Linked DNA regions of Mus musculus: all the other regions are linked to region 1. Evidence: chromatin contacts called from public HiChIP or PLAC-seq and promoter capture Hi-C data. All regions are on one chromosome and are shown on one strand. The core of a region is the stretch at or near the end of the contact, and the rest is flanking DNA. Distances in the headings are between cores, read along the strand shown. Region 1 has its middle 39 kb from the start of Cdk14. Region 2 overlaps Cdk14 (cyclin-dependent kinase 14). Region 3 overlaps Cdk14 (cyclin-dependent kinase 14). Region 4 overlaps Cdk14 (cyclin-dependent kinase 14).

Region 1 (5,712 bases), core at 353-2,852:
ACATGTATGCATACATATATGTATATCTAGCATGGGTGTTAGAAGAGGGTATTGGGTCCACTGGGACTACAGTAATAGTAGTCAGACACCATGTATGCTGCCTGAGTCCTCCATCCAACCCAGAGTCATCCTTGGGGGCAGTGGATGAGAAAGTTCGAAATCAATGGCTCAGATTCTGGGAGCAAGTAAGACCAGGGCAGCAAGTACATTTATTAATTCTCAGGGAGCAATCTTTATACCCTCCACTTGTGTCCCATTGGTCCCAAACAAGCATGGCCTCCAAGTGGCAGTTCCTGATTGGCTGCCATTTCATCACCAATCTCTAGGCTCTCAGGCAAGTTTTAGTTGGCCCTCATGCAGAAGTTGCCTCTATAAGGCTAAGTATCCCAGATTTTTTTTTCTCACAGAATTTTGGTGCTAGTGATATAAGTTTCTACCAAGACTTCTCTTGTTGGGTAGCCGGTGTTTGTCCTCTCCTTGGGACTTCACCTAGCCACTCTGTTCCTGCCAGGGTCTAAATGTCCTCTTAGGAAGGCGCTGGTCCTACTGGGTTAGAGCATATCCTGATAATCTCATTTTAACCTTAAAGATCTTATTTCCAAAACAGTTATATTCCTAGGTATTGAAGATTAGGAATTCAACATAAGAATTTTCAGGTAGCTGTGGATATAGCTCATTCAGTAAAGCACTTGTTAAAGGAATGTAAATATATCAGATACACATGTATATATGTGCATATTATACACATAAATCTATCTAAATACATATTTATATCTATATGTTTATAAAAATATCTATCTTATATCTATCTATCTATCTATCTATCTATCTATCTATCTATCTATCTATCTATCTATTTCTATATCTATCTCTGAGAGAGAAAAAGAGAGAGAGAGAGAGAGAATCAGATGTGGTGGTGTTTGTGATCCTACTACTGGGAAGGCAGAGACAGGTCAATCCCTGGGGCTCACTGGTCAGCCAGCCTAGCCTGTCTGGCAAGATCCAAGTCAGTGAGAGGCCCTGTCTCAAGGGAAAGAAAGGTAGATATGGAAGCCAGAGGACTAACGTCCAGTGTTATTCCTCAGATGCTATAGGACTCTCTCTCACACACACACACAGAGAGAGAGAGAGAGAGAGAGAGAGAGAGAGAGAGAGAGAGAGAGAAAGAGAGAGAGAGGGAGGGAGAGGGAGAGCCAACGCCACTTACGCCCCTGTGACAGAGCTTCAGAAAAAGCTGTCACCTGAAAATCTCAGTTACAGACCAAGCCTGCATTAGACTTCCTTTCTGGGCCCTGGTCTGCTTTTCTGGATCACATTATCATCAGTAAGTTCTACTTACTATTTCTGGTCACATTGCTTTGGTCAAAGGGGAGTCATAGGCCCATTGCTGGCTATAAGATGGCTGACAAACGAGCTACATATTCCTGAGTTTAGCAGAAAATACGGTTTATTTTGGGCCAAAGGAGGCATAGATATTAGGGGACACTTAATAGAGTCAGGCTTTTATTGCTGAGATCTAAAAATATCCCCCTAAAGGTCAAGTGTTGAAGGCGTGGTCTGTGGTCAGTGTGGTGAGTCAGAAGTGACTAAAACCTTAGGAGGTGAGCTCAGCAGAGGAAGTAAGTCACTGGGTGGGGTGTGGAGGCATGGCGCCCTCGGTCCTTCCGCGGCTCTTTCTGCTTGTGCCTTTGCTACTGAGTGTGAGCAGCTCTCCTCCTCTATACACTTCTGCCCTGATGTTCCACCTCAGGTTACAGCAAGACTCGAGTGCAGTGCCACAGCACCAGGTTCAATACCGAAAGGGAAGCGGCAAGGGGAACCTGAAGACTGCTGTGGAGGAAGGGACTGAAGAGCTAGAGGTACACAGAAAAACGGAAAGAGGAAGAAGCTTTTAAAGCCTGACTCTGGCCCTTCCTGTTAGAGCTGTGCCTTAGTTCTGCTTTTAAAAACTCTAAATTGCGTATAAATTCCAGTTTGAGTTTCCGTTAAGCGTGACTTTTCTACCATATCACCCAATCACCTACCAAGCACATACTGGCTTTCAATGAATAATTCAGAGAAATGGGCCTCACTGTTTATCCTTATTGGAAAATAATTGCTATAATAACAAGTGGGAAACAAGTCTGATGGCTGCATGATAATGCCTGTTGATATTTCAGCTGTGTAGCTACAAATGAGAACTACCCTAATCCTAACCCTAACAAGTAATTTGGGCTTGATCATTGCATAACCAAAAGGTTTGCAAGCATTCCATGTCTCTTCAAATGCACCTTACTTGACTTTAAAGTTGTTTTTAGTTGAACAGAATTCTGCTGCAAGCTAAAGCAAATTATACAGTAGGCAGAACACCCTTTCCATATCAAATAGCTTTGTTCATTCAGAAAGTAGATCATCCTGTCAGCAATTCCTATGTGTGATGACTGGATTTGAAGAAGTCTTGCTGGTCATTTGTTGTCTTACTACCAAGAATGACTCAATCATGAGTCAAGCACTCATTTTCCTCCAGTTTCCCTGTGTAATGTTTCAAATGTTTCCTGTTCCTTGGCATAATTTACTGAAATGAAACTAGAACAAGATCTTTTCATCAGATAGAGTGGAAACAATTCACCATTTAGATGAAGAAAAAAAAAAACAATAGACGCCTGCCCAGACCTCACACTGTGGACAGCAGTGATTTGAGAAGGATCAGAGATCTGGAGAAAAAAGTTGAAACTGTCCTCTTTCTTAAAGCAATCATAGGAAGCTTTGGTGGTGACGATTTTTAAAGGAAAACACAGCGGTAGCCATTAAAGGGAAAGGGGCACCAAGACTATGCCTGCAGGGGCTTGAGACCTTTAAGGCCAGGCTGCTCTTGGAAAGAACCTGAATTCATCCTTAGCACCCACAGCAAAGGACTCACAACCACCGGGAGCTGGAGTCTGCGGAGCCTCCCTGCTGGGACAGGCTGTTCTTCATCTCACATAGGGGACATGGAGGACAGATCACACAGCCTGCGCCAGGCTGTTCTTCTCTCTCTCTCTCTTTTTAAAAATTAGATATTTTCTTCATTTACATTTCAAATGCTATCCGGAAAGTACCCTATACCCTCCCCTCACCCTGCTCCCCAACCCACCCACTCCCGCTTCCTGGCCCTGGCATTCCCCTGTACTGGGGCATAGAATCTTCACAAGACCAAGGGCCTCTCCTCCCAATGATGGCCGACTAGGCTGTCTCCTACTACATATGCAGCTAGAGACGTGAGCTCTGGGGGTACTGGTTAGTTCATATTGTTGTTCCTCCTATAGGGTTGCAGATCCCTTCAGCTCCTTGGGTGCTTTCTCTAGCTCCTCCATTGGGAGCCCTGTGTTCCACCCAATAGCTGACTGTGAGCATCCACTTCTGTATTTGCCAGGCACTGGCATAGCCTCACAAGAGACAGTCATGTCAGGCTCCTGTCAGCAAAATCTTGCTGGCATATGCAATAGTGTCTGGGTTTGGTGGCTGTTTATGGGATGGAACCCTGGGTAGGGCAGTCTCTGGATGGTTCTTCCTTCTGTCTCAGCTCCAAACTTTGTTTCTGTAACTCCCTCCATGGGTGTTTTGTTTTTCATTCTAAGGAGGAACGAAGTATCCACACTTTGGTCTCTCTTCTTCTTCTTGAGTTTCATGTGTTTTGCAAATTGTATCTTGGGTATTCTAAGTTTCTGGGCTAATATCCACTTATCAGTGAGTGCATGTCATGTGAGTTCTTTTGTGACTGGGTTACCTCACTCAGGATGATGCCCTCCAGGTCCATCCATTTGCCTAGGAATTTCATAAATTCATTCTTTTTAATAGCTATGTAGTACTCCATTGTGTAAATGTACCACATTTACTGTAACCATTCCTCTGTTGAGGGGCATCTGGGTTCTTTCCAGCTTCTGGCTATTATAAATAAGGCTTCTATGAACATAGTGGAGCATGTGTCCTTATTACCAGTTGGAGCAACTTCTGGGTATATGCCCAGTAGTGGTATAGCTGGGTCCTCAGGTAGTACTATGTCCAATTTTCTGAGTAACTGCCAGACTGATTTCCAGAGTGGTTGTACCAGCTTGCAATCCCACCAGCAATGGAGGAGTGTTCCTCTTTCTCCACATCCTCACCAGCATCTGCTGACACCTGAATTTTTGATCTTAGCCATTCTGACTGGTGTGAGATGGAATCTCAGGGCTGTTTTGATTTGCATTTCCCTGATGATTAAGTATGCTGAACATTTTTTCAGGTGCTTCTTGACCATTCTGTATTTCTCAGTTGAGAATTCTTTGTTTAGCTCTGTACCCCATTTTTTAGTGGGTTATTTGATTTTCTAGAGTCCAGCTTCTTGAGTTCTTTGTATATATTGGATATTAGTCCCCTATCCGATTTGGGATAGGTAAAGATCCTTTCCCAATTTGTTGGTGGCCTTTTTTGTCTTATTGACAGTGTCCTTTGCCTTACAGAAGCTTTGCAATTTTACGAGGTCCTATTTGTTGATTCTTGATCTTACAGCACAAGCCATTGCTATTCTGTTCAGGAATTTTCCCTCTGTGCCCATATCTTCGAGGCTTTCCCCCACTTTCTCCTCTATAAGTTTCAGAGTCTCTGATTTTAGGTGGAGTTCCTTGATCTACTTAGACTTGAGCTTTGTACAATGAGATAAGAATGGATCAATTTGTATTTTTCTACATAATAACCGCCAGTTGTGCCAGCACCGTTTGTTGAAAATGCTGTCTTTTTTCCACTGAATGGTTTTAGCTCTTTTGTCAAAGATCAGGTGACCATAGGTGTGTAGGTTCATTTCTGGGTCTTCAATTCTCTTCCATTGATCTACCTGTCCGTTGCTGTACTAGTACCATGCAGTTTTTTTATCACAATTGCTCTGTAGTACAGCTTAATGTCAGGCATGGTGATTCCACCAGAGGTTCTTTCATTGTTGAGAATAGTTTTTGCTATCCTAAGTTTTTTGTTATTCCAGATGAATTTGCAAATTGCCCTTTCTAACTTGGTGAAGAATTGAGTTGGAATTTTGATGGGGATTACATTGAATCTGTAGATTGCTTTCGGCAAGATAGCCATTTTTACTATATTGATCCTGCCAATCCATGAGCATGGGAGATCTCCTAAACCTGATAAACAGCTTCAGTGCAGTATCTGGATATAAAATTAACTCAAACAAGTCAATAGCCTTTCTCTACACAAAGGATAAAGAGGCCGCAAAAGAAATTAGGGAAACAACACCCTTCACAATAGTCACAAATAATATAAAATACCTTGGTGTGACTCTAACTAAGGAAGTGAAAGATCTATATAAGAACTTCAAGTCTCTGAAGGAAGAAATCAAAGAAGACCTCAGAAGATGGAAAGATCTCCCATGCTCATGGATTGACAGTCTGTTCTTTATCTCACATAGGGGACTAGATCACATAGCCTGTGCCAGGTGTTTTTGTTTTTGTTTATTGATTGCAAAAATGATAAAGTGTTCCCTTAAAAATCTGCATTTTCCACTATGCAATTGATTGATTGATTGATTCATTCATTCATTCATTCATTCCTTTCTTCTTCTTTTCCTAATGAATATCTTGAAATGTGCAGTTCAGTTTTGTTACCTCTTTGACCCTTACAATGATTAACCCCTCAGTGGCAGTGGAGAGTAGCTAGCTACTGTTTGTTTGTTTTCTAATTAGGTAAAACTGTTTTAACAAATCCTAATTTTGT
Region 2 (5,717 bases), core at 244-2,743, 180 kb after region 1:
TGAAGCGTGGTGATACACCTCTTGTTATAATGAGGAAACGATTGTTTCTTATATGTAGCATTAAAAACAGTAGAAACTGTTTTTAATTGCTACATCTTGGAATGAGGATATAACTCAGGGGCAGAAAGTGTGTCCATCATGGATAAAACCCTTTGTTCAGTCTCTAGTACTGCACAAAATCAAAACACAACTCAAAAAAACCCCAGAAACTAAAAGCTATTGCAAACCTTAATCACACCATCATTTCATGTGCATGTGTGTTCCTGTGTGTGTAGGTGTGTGCATCATGCATGTGCATTCAAACATGCATGCATGCGTGTATGTGTGTGTGTGTGTGTGTGTGTGTGTGTGTGTGTGTGTACCTGTGTGCATGTGGGAATGTGTTTTCCAGCTACGGTTTGTTATATGTTAGGAACAGTGGCTGAAGTTCAGGAATCAAAATTACCTTGGTATCAGTAGCTACCATACTAGTCTATACTGATAGTTTCCCCACTGTAGACCATGGCATGTTAAAATTCAGGCATACTATAAAGAATATAAAATCATAACAATCAACATGTTTTAAAAAGGTATTTGATAGTCTGTTTCCAACATTTTGCCTGCTTACTTCAGTAGCAGTAGAATTTAATGCTGTGACGGATACCATGAGCATTCACTAGCCTTTGCTCTTACTTTCTGCCCAGCCTATCAGTACTCCCTTATGAGCTGTAGCTGTTGGGAATCCCATAGGTAGACTGTCTTGGTGGCTCAGGTTAGAAGGTATTTTATTAATTAGGGCTGACATCTGCTGAGGCTGAACAGAGCTTATTTTCAAAACTTGAATATTTAGGTGGAGTTTCTCCATACATTCTACAAACTCCTGCAGATACACATCTTTCCATACTATAAAAATCTTCCTACCCTGAGAAGTTGTGCCAACTCTGGAGAGAGAGGAGGAAGGTATGGGTGAGTCCTCACAGAGTCATTCTGGGGTAATGTTCTCTTGGCATTGCTTCTTTTCTGTTGGGAGTGAAAAATCTCCACACAGAACCAAATCTCCTTGTCCTCTTGCTTCCGTGTCTGGTATTTGGATCCATACCTTTGTTCGGCATTCAGGTCAGCTTTGTCATTATGTTGTCTATTAATGAGTTGTGAACTGCCTTAGCAGTGTAGCAAAACTACTGAAAGATAAGTGTCTGTTCAGGGGTTTGAGGAAAAACCAACATGCCTGGCAGCTAGTGTGGATCTAAGTATTTGTTATGGGATCACAGAATTCTGATTGACCCCTTCCTTCCCTCCCTGACTCTAATACCCATGCAGCACACAGCACTGCAACAGTTCTTAGTTGTGGTTTCCTTGCAGTTAGTGGTGGTATCTGAGTTAGAGGTTAGTGGTGGTTTTCTTGCAGTTGGTGGTGGTTTCTGATCTTACATGGCTGCCTAACCAAGGCTGTGCACTGAAGACTTGGTCATTACCCATGCATCATGAGGTAAGACCTAGACAAGGAAAACTAGGTCATGTGACCTTCAAGGGATATTGTTTGGACTTGCCCAACCTGCTTCCTGTTTCTCTCATCTTCTGCTTTCTTTGCTCTTCTTATCCCTTTCCCTTCCCTTCCTTTCTCTCTTTCCCTTTCTTTTCTTCTGCCCCAATTCCATCTGCTGTGAGGTAAAGCTGTCTTCTGATATGTGCTCCTTTCATTTGGAACTGAGCCATCACAAGCCTAAAAGGTGACCAAGGAGTCAGGTGGCCATGGACTGAAGTCACAACTCTTCTGTTTTGTGAATCTTAGCTATGTTGTCAAGGGGTATGGAATGCTGATGACACAGGGGTTCTCCACAGCCTCAGGCAAACAGCTTCTCATCCTTACTGAGAAGGAGAACTAATCTTCCATCTATGGGACTGTGGATGGATCATTGCAATGCACATGCACACTAAGGGCTACTTATGCACATTATAATGATTCAGTTGAAACAACCACCCCTACTTCTAAGAATGAGAGTTCACCCTAATGTAGAGCGAAACACAATTAACATTTCCCCCATTTGGGTGAAAAATCAGTCCATGGAACTATTTTTATCAGGACGGTAGTAATAAAGGAAAGAGCTTTTCATTCCTGATCAATTACATTAATTTTAGTTCTGCCAGTAGCTACAGAATGCTTGATAAGTTTTGCTATTTCTCCAGCCTTACATTCTTCATGTCCACATGGGATATATAACAGAATCAATGTCCCAGTGTGTCTATCAGGATTAAATTTAGATAATAAAGGCCAAAGGCTGATGAGCAAACCTGTAGTATGTTTGGTATTTGTTACCTCTATTGAGAAATGAAGTGGAGCCGCTAAGGTCCTGCCTCATGAGTGGCAGCGTGGCCGGCTCGGTACAGCACCTACACTTTCCATTACCCAGACCAATGTTCCCCTCCAGTGAGCCAGGCAATTGACAGTCCTTTGCACATCTATTCTGTTTTTGGAAAATGTATTAACATTATCTCATTAAATTCAATGTCTCCATGGAGTGTCTGTTAGCAATTGCACATTAGCTGTCTGTATTTCCAAGTCACCATGGTGCTTTCAAGCGTGCACTCTAAGTAGAGAAGCGATAAGAAGAAAACAGTTGTCCCAGAAGGCTGCTTCCACCCATTTGTGCACCTGAGGTCACAGAGCCAAAGCTGGTGCTCAGGCGACTGCATCTTGGCTTGATCTGGTATCTTACTTAAACAGGACAGATAATAAAGTTATATGAAGAAAGGAAAATGAAATGCTTGATCTTTTAATTTAAAAATAGGGCCCCCTCCTTATAGAGTAAATTCTTGGTCTTGTTCATTTGATAGGAGGGGTTTTACTCTTGGCCTCTTTAAACACTTGGCATTTGGATTCCTTATTTATATACATGGTAATTGCACACCAGACTACTACTTTTCCATGCTTAAAATAGGAGACTCACATGTGAGACTCTAATCCTCAAAGCTCAGACTGTTTCATACATACCCTGTTCCAGAGAACCATTCTTTCATAGACCAGAACTGTTGTTAGACAGGAATCACATGCCTCACAGGATTCGTCTTAGGAAGCCTGTATGACTGGTCTGCAAATTATACATTTCCACAGTGTCTATGTGTCAGTTCCACAGGGGGAATAGCTGATTGTTTTACTGCAAAATGCAACAAAGTATTAACTTTATGCCATTGTGGTGTTAATAGAATGTACTTTAGCCACAATGGTTAATATATCCAAATCCATTTAGTTAGAAATATAAACCTTCGTGTCATTAGTATCTCTGTTTGCTTGATTTTCTTTCTTGTGAATAAGATGGGGAATTTATTTTATTTTTTAAAGATTTATTTATTTATTTATTATATGTAAGTACACTGTAGCTGTCTTCAGATACCTCAGAAGAGGACATCAGATCTCATTATGGATGGTTGTGAGCCACCATGTGGTTGCTGGGAATTGAACTCAGGACCTTTGGAAGAGTCAGTGCTCTTAACTGCTGAGCATCTCTCCAGCCCAGGGAATTTATTTTATAAATGAAAACTTTAATATTTTAAAATTTTTCTCTGTACAGTTTTTTTTGTGTGTGTTGCTGTCTTATTTGAATGTATTGCATATTCATGGCAGATTATGAAGAGTGAAAGATGACAATGTTTAGTCAGTTATTTGTGCCTCTCCCAAGAGAGGAAAAAATGGCCTCCATTCTCTGTTCAGTTTGTGGGGTCCTTGTATTTTCCTTAGCATGTGGTAGCAGATAAGCCCCGAGAGAAGCAGAGGGGTGTTTCCTGCAGCTACCTTTTTCTTCATCTAAGATTCATTGTGAAAGGAGCCCAAAAGCAAATGTGAAGACTTTTCCACTCTGATTTAAAGTGATTTAGAGAGGAACTGTGAACACAATATTTTCTCCATTGAAGATCATTTTATTCTGAAGTTTAATATAGGTTGACAATTTCTATTTCGAACTTGGGCTCAGGAGGGTGATGCTGAAGTGCGACATGCTCAAGCTGTTTCCTGGCGCTGAGAATGCGGGAGAACATAACCCACACGGGACCAGTCAGGCAGCTCTGCACGCCAATGTCCATTACATCTTACAGGATTTTATGTATATTTTTTGAAGAGAAAAAAAGTAAAAAGCTCTTCAGTGTAGTGTATAATTGAACATATATGGAAATAAAATCTCATTAAAAATAAAAAAAAAGGACTTGGATCTCCTCTGCAACTCCCATCCTGTCTATATTAAAATTCAAAGTATATTCATCTGTCACCAATCTGTGTATTTTCCTGTGGCCTGTATTGTGTTCCCCCCAAAACCTCTATGTTCAATTTCTAAACCACAGTACCGCAGACCCCATTGGAAGAGGTGATTGGGTGAAAATACAGTCGTTGGGCTTCTTCCTAATCCAATGTAAGGGATGGTCTTATGACCCAGGGAGGGACACTACAGAGGGAACACAGGCTGAGAAGCAGTAGGATGGAGGTGGCTGACCCTGAGCGACCTTCACAGAGACTGACCTTGCCTCCACTGTCTTGATCTGAGGTATTGCGTAATTGGGAGATACCCTTTCTGTTGTTGATGTTACCCAGGCTGCAACATCTGGACACCTCTAAAAAATTAATCCATGTCTAAGAAACAATGCTTTGTTACTAGTTAGGCTGTTTTCTTAAAATATTGTTAATTACCAGATTTTGCTATTTCTTTTCCTTGCGCTGCATGTTGAATGGGAACAGATTAAAGAGACAAGTTTTGCTTTGAGGAAAAATGTGTTTAATTAAAACTGAGCAGATAGTTTTGGGAAAGTCATCTTTCTGGGAGATTCTCCCATTTATACACTCAGACTAGAGTAAATGATGCTGAAAGTGTTGTACAGCCCCAGTTATTTCTGATTTCTCCGAAGACAAGAATTCTATTTTGGGTCTGTACTTCATTAAAAATTTAGCGACATGTAACTATGGGGCTTGGTGTGCCTGTGTGGAGTTGTCCTCTCATTGGATGATTTGTTGAAGCAATGGGTTACTATGGTGTTCAGCTCTGTGGCAGATGGAGTAATTGATCCTAAGAGCTTCTTGCAGTCTATGCTACTTTCTTTGACATGCTCATTCTGCCTATAAAGATGCTCAGCCAGCAACTAGAGATATGAGTGTTTAATAATTGAGACGGAGATTTTAATTCTCTTTATGTCAATATTAAAGATAAGAAGGACAGTTTGCCTCACTCATCTTCTTTAGTCTATACATATACTTCATTTACTAACCATGTCATATACACTTGGAAAAAGTTGTCATCCCAATTGGCAAATTGACTTCTTTTCGATTTCCACCATCATTGGATTTTTTTTTTTTTTTTTTTTGGATAGTATCTCTCAGCAAAATCTTGCTGGCATATGCAATAGTGTATGGGTTTGGTGGCAGTGCCTGGCAAATACAGAAGTGATGCTCACAGTCATCTATAAGATCGATCACAGGGCACCCAATGGAGAAGCTAGAGAAAGCACCCAAGGAGCTGAAGGAGTCTGCAGCCCTATAGGTGGAACAACATTATGAACTAACCAGTACCCCCAGAGCTCGTGTCTCTAGCTGCATATGTAGCAGAAGATGACCTAGTAGGCCATCACTGGGAAGAGAGGCCCCTTGGTCTTGCAAACTTTATATGCCTCAGTACAGGGGAATGCCAGGGCCAAGAAGTAGAAGTGAGTGGGTAGGGGAGCAAGGCAGGGGGAGGATATAGGGAACTTTCAGGATAGCA
Region 3 (5,501 bases), core at 2,075-4,574, 210 kb after region 1:
CTTACCAGCACAGTTATGGCCCTTTGATATTCCTCACAAATAGAAGAGAAGTAATAACATAGCTATTCTTCAAAAATAAAGGCTTTCAAATGGGATTTTGAGTAAATTAGAAATTCAGGTTTTTTTTTCACTCTTACCTGAAGCAAGTCTCTGCTGTGTATTGTGACTGTAGTTTAGTGTTCTTTGAAAAGAGGCTGTAAGGAGAGACTGCCTCTCTGCCTCTGTTGTGTATCTTGAAACTCTTGCCAACATTTCAAGGTCTTTCATTTCACTTTTAGCCAATTCCTTGAGCTTTACGTGGCCATGTTTGTACTATTTGTATGTATTTATTCAAACTGCCATATAGGACTTCCTTTCTTAATCTGCTAAACGTTTTTGCGATAATGCTGTGATTTCAACTACCCTAACATTAGTCTAAAAGGAACTCATTTCATTGGTAAGGCCTGGAGAGTACCGGTGCACATAAAGTTGTATTGTGCAGTTAATGCTAACAATGGCAAATGCAGTTTTTAAGCTAGTGTGGCCAAGTCTCTGCTTAGAAATGCTAGCAGTTAAATAGCAATAGCCTGTAAAGTTGTGTTTCCTCTCATACTCTTCAGATATGCTCCCTTGTGTGTGGGTTTTGTGAAAGAGAGACCTGAGAGAAGTTACAGAGATTGTGCGTGTAAGTTGTGTTTCCTCTCATACTCTTCAGATATGCTCCCTTGTGTGTGTGGGTTTGTGAAAGAGAGACCTGAGAGAGGTTACAGAGATTGTGTTTGTAAGTTGGATACAGTGGAGGTTGAATGATGCATCCACATTTTCACAGCTGATTGGTGGTCACCTCACTCTCAAAGTGGGTGTCTCGACTTTACCTGCCTGTCTCTCAGCCCACCTCAGAGTAGAGGCCATTCCACCTACTGAAAATCCACAGACCCTTCTTCCCCTTTTCATACATACAATTCAATCATCTTTTCTCCTTACTCAGTCAGAATTAGTGGTCTTGCCACATTTCCACTGGCTATGTATCTGACATACTTCCCCTCACTTTTGCAAAGTCAACCTCTGTTGTCATGTTCACACTCTGGATTTTAAGATCTTCATAAAGGGAGAAAATAATTGACTTTTTTCCCCTCAAAAACCTTGCTTTTAAGAAGAAATAAAAACATGCTAGAAATGCACCCCAGTGGGTAGGGAGTATCTGCTTAAACCCCCAAGAGACAGGAAAGATAATCGAGAGTATTGCTTGTTTACCATAGGCATAAGATTTTGGTTTTAAGAGTATTCACTTGAATATAAATACTAGTAATTTTTACATGACTGAATTCCATTTTAAAAACATAAAATAAAACATTGAAGAGATAAAATGTAGACAATTCCTGAATAGTTTTTTTTTTTAAATCTTTGTAGATATTTGACTTGAAGAGGGTGTGTGTGTGTGTGTGTGTCTGCCCAAATTGCCAAATAATCAGATTCAGTTTCTTTGAAAGAAAAATTCCTCATGAGTAGGAGCTAGGTAGCCTGTTTTTTATTTTTTCTGGGCTGGATTTTTCCATGAGTGCAATAGTGGAAGGATGCTTTATCATGGAGACTGGGGATTTTCTTTCTGCTGTAAATGCAGTGTGCCATGGGAGTTCTATGCGTTACCCCTTATGTGTGTTAAGTGAGCGAATATCTACTTATTCTTGAGTATATTGAGACCATGTAGCTAGAGTCGTTTCTCCTTAATGTTGTCTTTGAGCATAAATGGAAGCATCCCAGAATGCTCTCTGTTGCTGACTGTGAGGGTTGACACACACAGAGGACAGGCATTTGGGAAAGTTGATTTTTTTTTTTTTTTTTTTTTTTTTTGGTGACTTCTTAATTAAACACCCTGTGAACAACAATGAAACAGCAGCATGATATAACCTGTCTTCTGACGCTGTTTGCTATTTTAGTTCTAATTTCAGAGAGATGGCTTCATTTGCTTATTAATATCAGCTTGCAAGAAAGAAACCATACAACGAAGCTAGAGCCTTTATGATCCATGCATTTTCTCGAAGGGGTTTAGTTATGTTGTCTCACTTGAAAAGAAATTATATCTCGTAGTAGCAGTCAGATTGCATGGCTGAAACTTTATGGAGAAGTTTTGTGTAAGACTGGTTGGTTTCCTTCTTGCTGTAACCCTGAAAGCACAGAGGAGCAGCTCTGCAGGGAAGTGAGGTGAATACCCTGCTTGGATCTGGGCTTGCTCAGCAGACAAAGCGTGGGTGAATTTAACAAATTGCATGTTCACACTTCTGTGTTATAATAATCAAAATTTACTATCAGATATTTTATATATAGCTATTGTATTGCCATACTGGACATTTATGAAATATTATAGCATGCTTACTTTATATTTATAAAGATAATATTTTTAAAATTTGTTTAACCTGGGCTCAGCACATAGTGTATTTGCTAGGTTTTATGAACTTGGTTAATTATCTTTTATTGCTCAGGAGTCAGAATACATATTTGGCTTTCTCAGATGGATGTTTTCTCAGTGGTTGTCCAAATTTTCATTCAAAATTCCATCATCAGCACACACACACACACACACACACACACATCCCGAGTATTCTGTTTAGGTTTTGTGTGCTTTTCCCACTTTTGAACCCTTGTTGGTAATTGGACCTTCACCCCCTATTTAAATGTCTTATCTCTCCTTTCAAGATGTTTACACACTCTTCTGTCTCAGAGGCTAATTCAAATTAGACATGCCCTGAAACTTTCTAAATATCTGAAGTTTATCTCTATGTCAGGCTTCTTTAAGCCTTCTTTTGTTTAAGCTTTGATATTGTGCTCCATCTTTCAAATACCTACATAGGCCAGTTCTAGCAAGAATCTCATCAGGACAGTGCACACCACCACTCCTGCACCGAGATAAGAAGTCACCCAGGCCCCTTAGCATGAGTCCAGTCGGGCCAGTTTAGCAAGAATTGTTGCCGCCTGCCATTGCTGTCACTCTGTCCTCCTGCTCCACTGCCCTGCTGCCAGCCATAGTCCCCACTTTCCCTACTTGGAATTGAGCCCAAAGTCTCTCTCCCTTATTGCAAAAGCCTGGCACCTATCATCATAATCTTTTTTTTTTTTTACATGTGTCAGGATATTTAACACTTATTTCTGTTAATGCTTTTCTTGGTGTCTCCTTTACTTCATCTGTATTAACTTATTCTGTAGCACCTGTCACAGTGCTATTAATAGTCTCTCAGTCAATAAATGTCACTTTGTAGTGATAGAGGAAAAATGTTTAGGAGTGCTTTGATCGGAAGGAGTGTGATGATGAGATCCTGTGTTGGCTTCTTTGACACTGTTAGGAAATAGCAGGCAGGGATCAACCGGGAGAGGATTGTTTCTTTTGCTTTGTGGTCTCCGAAGTTCCTGCCTTGTTCTCTTGGTCTTGCCTTGAGCCTTTAGCCCCGTGGTGGGGAGGAGTATAAGGTAAAGTGTCTGTTGGAGAAAGCATGCTCAGTTGATGTTAGTTAGGAAGCAAAGAAAGTAAAGAAGGGACTGGCCACAAACCATACATCACACACACACACACACACACACACACACACACACACACACACACACTGACATCATACCTCCAAGGAGACTCCTTTTTCAATAGACAGCCTTTTTCTGTGATAGATCCATTAATATATAATTCATTGATGAAGTCAGAGCCTTTATGATCAAGTCACCTCCCAAAGGAAAAAACCACAGCACAAGGCTCTGAATGATGGCTCCAGGACAGTGTTTTAAAGTCAGGACACGGGAAATTATCTTTTCAGCTAGACAGTTGGATACTTAAGCTTCAGTTTGCACAGGTCTAAAGTCATCTGTATGAGTTCATGGAGTGTAACCTGCTAGTGCATTTGTCATGAAAATAAGTTCACTTCTGTTTAATGTCACCGTATATAGCACACTGTCTAGCTGTGTCATCTCAGAGGCAAGCAGCCTTGCTGTCTTTGTCCCCATGTGGCCAGGACCATACGTTGTGTCCCGTTCCTTCATGGCTTTTCATGTCTTTTAATAAATAGACATTCAGGGCTGGAGAGATGGATCAACAGTTAAGGGCATTGGCAGCTCTTCCAGAGGTCCTGAGTTGAATTCTCTGCAACCACATGGTGGCTTACAACCATCTGTAATGGGATCCTACTATGCTCTCTTCTGGTGCATGTGAAGGCAGCTACAATGTATTCATATACATAAAATAAATAAATAAATCTTTAAAAAAATGAAAATTCAGGAGTCGTTTAATTTATGAAGAAAAGACACACCAGGCCATTTTCCTGAAAGGCAGCAATGATCATGTGTAACTTGGTATTGTTTGGTTTCTTACATAGTCATATCTGATAAAAAGTATATCAGTTATTCATAACTCACATAAAATGCATTATTAAAGTTATGTAGAATGTCATTCTTTGGAAAAGAACTGATGCATAAAAAACTGGACAGCATACACACATGTTAAAGAGATACTGTGGAATAATGGAGTTCTTACTCAAATTGTGTCAGTATTTAGTGGATACTGTCACAAAACATGTATCAGGTTATACTTAGGATGCAACTCGTTAATGCCGTCCCAAAACATGTATTTTTCAGTTTTACAAACTTTATTAGAACTACGCAGAATAAAAGAACTATTTTTATAGTAACTAAGTGAATCCCAAGGCCGTAGAGACAGTTCTGTGGGTGGAGTGCAAATTGTGCGCATGTGAGGACCTGCGTTCAGATCCCCAGAACCTATATAAAGCTGGGCGGGATACTCTCCACATCAGTAATCCCAGGAGGATAGACGACGGGTGGGAGAATCCAGGGAGCCTGTGGGACAGTCACCCCAGCATGTTCTGTGTCTAAGCAAAGTCCTCTTAAACTGTGTGGAAGGCAAGGACCAATGCCTGCTTGTCCTCTGATCTTCATATGTATACTATGACATGTGTATCCTTCATACATGAGCATGCACACATACACCACATGCACGTGCACACACACACTCATATGATTTGGCCGTGAGTACCTTGAGAAGAGATGGTGGGAAGGAGCAGTGTGAAGTAAGGACGAGAAGTCTCAGACCTCCTGGTCAGTTCTGTGGAGCATCACTCCCCCATAGTTCACAGGAGGACTGTTCTGGATCTGAAGCTCAGATCTTATGCCACTGTGTACACCATTTTCTCCAGAAAGTGAGCAAACGGTATGTGTCTCTCATGCAGAGGTGTAATACAGACGGGATACAATGTAAATAAAGCCCCCCACCCCCCTTAGGACCTACGGCACAGAGTACGCAGGAAAACAAAAATATTCAGGGACAGTGTTGTTTCAGAGTTAAAGATACCCCACTCCTAGTTTAGTTTTGTCTTGTTTTCAGTGCTAGAGATGGATGGAATCTGGCACCTTGTAATGGCAAGTGTTCTGTCCTGAGCTCATCTACTGAAGCTCTTTCTTTGTAACGTCTTGGCTGTGTGTGAAACCAGTTCAGCCCAAATCAGGCTAACCTGTACTCTGGCCCTACTGCT
Region 4 (5,269 bases), core at 951-3,450, 240 kb after region 1:
TGCGAATATTAATACATTTTTACCTGACTGACCAAGATGAACAAGGTATGAGTTACTATACCACCAATGAGCAAACATAACTATTGACTTTAGAGGAATCATTGGTCTTTATAGGGCTATTATGAGCCACTTAATGCTAACAAATTAGACAGTTGATCTTAAGTGGACAAGAAGTAGTTTTTACAAAAATTGTTACTCTTGACAATTAGATGTTTGAATGCAAAACAGATCAATACTCACCTTGCAACCAATACCAATTTCAATACTAAGTTTGTGTATTCAATATAAAAAGTTTAGAATCTCTGGACACAGACCTGCTGGGAAGCCTTGTGATTTCAGATTAGAGATTAGCCAAATTTATGGAAGATGACAGTTTATCAATTGAAGTTGTGGTCCCTGAACACAGATCTATGAAAACTAAGAGACAAGTCACAAATCAGAAGAAAATATTGCCAAGTAATGTGTTTGATAAAGGATTAATTTTTCAAACTTATAAAAGATGACCAAGTTAAATAATGAGAAAACTCATATGTTGCAAACTGGATTATAAGATTATAGGCACAAAGCCTGTTGTAGAGTAAGGTGGAAACCATTGGCAAGTCAGGATCTTTTGGGACATCTGTCTCCTTAGATGCTGAGATCACAAGTTTCCATCTCCAGGGGCTGTCAGTTTTTGACAAAGAGCTATAATCATAACATACTGTTTGTTCAATACAAGAAAGTAACTCAATATGAGAAAAAAATCATTATATAACTTGTACAACTAAGAAGCTGATTGTATGTGGCAAATGACAGGTTGAATTTTTATGGCTGGCTAGGGGAGAAGCAGCTGGTGGAGGAATGTACTGGCAAAGGAATGAATGTACCTGCTTTTTCTAGCCTGTCCCTACCCCAGACCATCAACTCTACTCGAGTCACCTTTTAAAGACCGCATTAAACACTGCCTCTTCTCTGACATCCTGTAGCCTTTAATAGTGATATTCCCTTTCCTCTTCTTTCTTTTTTGTTCTTTGCAAGTATTACATGCTTGTACACTTATATTCCCGTGCTTAACTACATTAAGCTTTCTGGACAGATATGCTCATCTATGACCTATTGGTACCTTAGAGGCTGTGGTATGGAACAAGAACAGACTCCTTAGATACCTGCGTTCCCCTACTGTTATGAAAATGGAGCTAATGCAGAGACTAGGTAGTGAGTTAATAGATTTTAAGCAGCAACTAATTGGGCCACGATTGTTTCAGAATTAAGAGTGGAAGGAACCATGGTTATAGTCATACGTTGTGGTCTGAGAAATGAACAGAGGAGAGTTGTTGCTAAGTAGCTAGCTGAAGTAGAAATACTCTCCCTGCCACCCAACCCCACCAGTTTGCCTGCTGAGAGGGAGTTCTACCTTCTGAGTGGGTATGGAGGCTGCTCAGAAATTTTCTAATTGCAAACACTGCCTATCCTGTGTTCACCACAAGTCTCTTCTGCTGTGAACTGGAGTCTTGTCCTGATCAACATTTGTTTCTATGGTTACTTTTCATTTTCTTAAATTACCATTGTGTTTGGGACCTATATGGAAGCATTAAGGAAGAGGAAGATAGAACTAGGTATTGAATGCATCCATTTTGGGAGCATCAGCAAGTAAGGAGAGCATAAGTTGATAGGCCATTGTGAGAGTTGTATGGTCAAAGGTATTAAGCTCATGCTATGCTATACTAAACCTGAAGGGGTAGACATCTTGCCCCTGAAGGGTTTAATCCTAGTTTGTAAGGTCTGGGAAGAGCGCAAGGGATCATGTAATCTGGTCCTATCATTTACAGAAGATCAACTGAGTTGTAGGGAGGAGTGTTAGAATGATCAAGATCAGTAGAGCTCAGACCTGAGGCAAAGTCCTATGAGTCGTCAATGTGGAGGAGACAGAGGCCTGGTGGTGACTCAGCTCCTTAGAATGCTGGCCTCACCTCAGAATTGGATCCCATCTTCCTGTGGAGTAACCAGAAAAGTAAACCATTCAGATTTCTCTGCATTGCTCATATTCTTGTGACATTTTAGAATGCAATGGATCTCTTCTTAAAACCATTGAATAATTCCTATCTTGATTTGTTTTTTAAAAAATCTTAATTAATAGCACATGTGAGAGAAATGCACTATATAGTATATTGTGGGAAAAGTTCAGAAGGACAAATAAAAGGAAACTTGAGTATGGGATATTTATATTTTTTGGATACTTGCCAGCTCAGTCAGTTCTCTGGGTATACCCAAGAGCATTGAGTTGATAGTAGTACTTAAAAAAAAAAAAAAAAAAAAAAACCAAAACCCTAACATTTTGAACAGGACCCAAGAAAAAGAATTAAAGGAAATACTCAGCAAAAGCTTGGCAATTGTCCTGTTATCTGTGAGCCTTTGTGTGTGTGTGTGTGTGTGTGTGTGTGTGTGTGTGTGTGTGTGTGTGTGTGTGTGTAGCTTAGGGCCATGTGGGCAGGCTCCAGCAGTAGGGGAAGTATCAGCCTTAAGGGAAGCTTGCTGGCCACCCTTTGAGCCACATTCACAAAACAAATCAATGCAATTACTTTCTTGTAACCTAAAAAAGAATAAACACTCTTTGTAGGATAAGTCCAAGGGCTTGAACAGTCTCAGACTGTCACCTTAAGTTAGCTTTTGCACTGTATTTCATCTATGAAGTATAAAAAGCCACATACTGCCCTCCAATGACACATAAAGCTTCTACCCACAACTCTACACAGAACATCTACAATATTTCACAGTACTTACAGATTCACCTATGTGCTTCATGAAGTCCCAAAGCAGTATAAAAGTTTATCAAGTCATTAAAACGGCATGCCCATGTTTTCCTCATTATATCTTCCTTCAAATACAGAAGTACACACAGTATTATAGCAGCAAATAAAAGATTGGATGACAAATTGTGCTTGTTTATGTATATAAAATTGCTATTTGCTCTTTGTAGGTTTAAATTTTTGTTCAAAACACTTTTAGATTAAGGATATGCTTAAAGAATGAAGGATATCATATTAAATACTGAAACTTCAATAATGCTAATTTTTCCAAAATCATCCTAAATTTTTATGTCAAAGGAATACATAAAATTTATTGTTACTTTCTTGATCAGAATGTTTCTGTGACTTGAATAGTTTATATAAATATAAAAGATCCCAAGTAGAGTTGAATTTGACTGCTCCAATTGCTCTGTTGCTGTCTTGGCCAGGAGCTGCAGACCAACATACCAACATCAGCGCCAGTTTAATACATGCAGCCCTCTCTACAGGTTCAGGAATGTTAGAAAACAAACAAGGCTTGCCTGGTAGGAGTTCACTCATCACCAATTAAATATTGAGAAAATGAACTAGCTAATATTAAGAATTGTACTATTTCATAAAGCAATTAATATGGCAGAACTTATTGTCCTCATAGTGGAATAATTTGTGCAAAAGAAATTTGAGAGCTAATCTGTACCTAACATGGAAAGACAAGACAGGACAACTGCTATATTATAATTTTTTCTCATTTTTCTCGTGTGTGCTTCAGTCTTTTCCAAGTTAAAGTCCACTCCTGGTTTAGGTGTAACTTGGGCACCATACTTTTAGATAGTTCTTAATTCCTGCCTTAGTGATAATATGTAATAACAGTCCATACAGTTCTAATTTTTATCGTAGTGTGTATGTACGTGCACATTCATACATCCAGTCTCTCCCTGAAAGTGGGAGGCTTATTTTAGAGGACTCATTCTTTGTAAGCACACTCTGTGTCTTGCATTTACCTGCTGAAATACATGTCTTATAAAAATCTCAGAGAAATAAACATGAGGGTAACCTTCCAGTTGTGTGGGCCCCATTAAATCCAATCATAGTCCTTAAAGAAGAGCGAGAAGGTATTTTACAATATTTTGAATGGTTACTTAAATTATGTATATTAATTTAGAATTCCGACTTTTTGAAGACTGTCACTTTTATGAGGCAATTTGTTGACCTCCATCCATAGGAAGAGGAACATTTTCATGCTGGACATTTGTCCGTTTGCAGATGCGATGATTTTCATAAAAGGACAATAATACACTACAGTAAGACAAACACAACAATTCCAGCATAAAGACCAATGTATTATGGAATTTTATAAGTAAAATGAGAATATTTCAGTGGAAGGTTATAAAAAATGATGACCTTCCCAATTCCTTGAATGTTCTTAACTTGTTGAATTTGAACCATTTGCCCCTGTCACTTGCAGTTGTTTATTCCTGGGGAAGCCACTAATGTCACTGGCAAACGTTCCTTCAGGCACCTTTCCCTCAGGCTCTCAGGGTCACTAAGGTTCAGATAAACAGTGGATACCTTGGAGAACTAGGATGACCTTTAAGGGATAACAGGGCAGTCAGCATTCTTCTTTGCTAGGTGGCCCCCCTAAGTCTTCTTCTCGGTGGTTGGCATCTTCGACCATTCAGGAATCTATTGTCTTTGACTGGCTTCACTTTCTAATGAACATGAATTAGCCTCGCAGGATCTCCCCTTACCTTTTTGTGATGATTTTTCCAATTCTCTTTGTGCCGACTTCCCCATTCTTTGATAAGTTCCCAATCCATATCTCCACCTTTACTCTCAGCACTGAATTTCATTCACAAATATAAAAACATAATGATGGTTGAAAGAAGGAAGACCACAGAAGAACACATGATTTTTACAAACTACCAGGAGACACTCCTCTATGGCATTTAAATCATTCTAACTCAGGAATAATGTTTAGAGGGAATTATACAAGGACTTCTAAAGTGCTAGGAATCTTTTCTTTATCTGATCAGCAGAAAAGAGTGCAGAGGCTTGTGTTAACCTGATCTCATTTCTAGCCTGTGCCCTGGCACTTAGTAGGACTGTGTAGTTGGGGAGATTATCTATCCTGTCCTGTGTGAGGTTCCCGTGAAGGCTGGACAAGTTCCATGCCCAGTGATGGTCACTACTCTTGTAATGTGAGCTTGGGACTGAAAAATCATTCTTCCAGACTGTCATTTCAAATACTCGGTGCCATGTTGTAGATGCCACTTAGTAAGTGCCCCCCACCCCGTGGGAAGTAAAAAATAAATAGGAACCATTTCTTGCTCATAAAACAAAAACAAGATTTTGTGAAATAACTAAAAACATTTTCATATGTGTTGCCAGGAAGTCCAAGACTGTGTAGTTGTAATTGGTCCCCACAGACTCATGTTTGAGTGCTTGGCCCTCTGTGAGTGGCACTGTATGGAGGTATGGCCTTGTTGGAGTAGGTTTGGCCTTAC

Evidence for each region. HiChIP or PLAC-seq counts read pairs in DNA pulled down with a chosen protein or histone mark. Capture Hi-C pulls out chosen DNA fragments and counts their contacts.
Region 2: an H3K4me3 HiChIP or PLAC-seq map of bone marrow-derived macrophages shows a contact between it and region 1, with 4 times the contacts expected there. The contact joins two enhancer-like sites. A contact is called at or near these places in 1 of 15 datasets of contacts at CTCF or cohesin (the NIH/3T3 cell line), 1 of 484 Hi-C or Micro-C datasets (nephron progenitors), 1 of 115 datasets of contacts at active chromatin or transcription factors (bone marrow-derived macrophages) and 3 of 9 other capture datasets (adipose tissue, liver and pancreatic islet).
Region 3: a promoter capture Hi-C map of adipose tissue shows a contact between it and region 1. The contact joins two enhancer-like sites. A contact is called at or near these places in 1 of 484 Hi-C or Micro-C datasets (pancreatic cancer cells) and 1 of 9 other capture datasets (adipose tissue).
Region 4: a CTCF HiChIP or PLAC-seq map of the NIH/3T3 cell line shows a contact between it and region 1, with 11 read pairs. The contact joins two enhancer-like sites. A contact is called at or near these places in 1 of 15 datasets of contacts at CTCF or cohesin (the NIH/3T3 cell line), 1 of 115 datasets of contacts at active chromatin or transcription factors (pancreatic cancer cells) and 3 of 9 other capture datasets (adipose tissue, liver and pancreatic islet).

What each region holds. Positions count from the first base shown.
Region 1 is chr5:5,416,216-5,421,927 of GRCm38.p6, reverse strand. No RefSeq gene overlaps it. Among named protein-coding and RNA genes, the nearest start is that of Cdk14, 39 kb to the right of the region's middle. Within about 2 kb of position 1,602, at least 179 of the 459 cell types and tissues checked have an H3K27ac peak or open chromatin away from gene starts, as enhancers often do. A contact at or near this core is called in the NIH/3T3 cell line, adipose tissue, bone marrow-derived macrophages and 1 more, where this site is marked.
Region 2 is chr5:5,239,562-5,245,278 of GRCm38.p6, reverse strand. The region is part of intron 3 of Cdk14 (cyclin-dependent kinase 14); the gene reads left to right. Among named protein-coding and RNA genes, the nearest start is that of Gm30151, 130 kb to the left of the region's middle. Within about 2 kb of position 1,493, at least 7 of the 459 cell types and tissues checked have an H3K27ac peak or open chromatin away from gene starts, as enhancers often do. A contact at or near this core is called in bone marrow-derived macrophages, where this site is marked.
Region 3 is chr5:5,209,069-5,214,569 of GRCm38.p6, reverse strand. The region is part of intron 4 of Cdk14 (cyclin-dependent kinase 14); the gene reads left to right. Among named protein-coding and RNA genes, the nearest start is that of Gm30151, 160 kb to the left of the region's middle. Within about 2 kb of position 3,324, at least 17 of the 459 cell types and tissues checked have an H3K27ac peak or open chromatin away from gene starts, as enhancers often do. A contact at or near this core is called in adipose tissue, where this site is marked.
Region 4 is chr5:5,177,577-5,182,845 of GRCm38.p6, reverse strand. All of the region lies in intron 5 of Cdk14 (cyclin-dependent kinase 14), which reads left to right. Among named protein-coding and RNA genes, the nearest start is that of Gm30151, 190 kb to the left of the region's middle. Within about 2 kb of position 2,200, at least 80 of the 459 cell types and tissues checked have an H3K27ac peak or open chromatin away from gene starts, as enhancers often do. A contact at or near this core is called in the NIH/3T3 cell line, adipose tissue and pancreatic cancer cells, where this site is marked.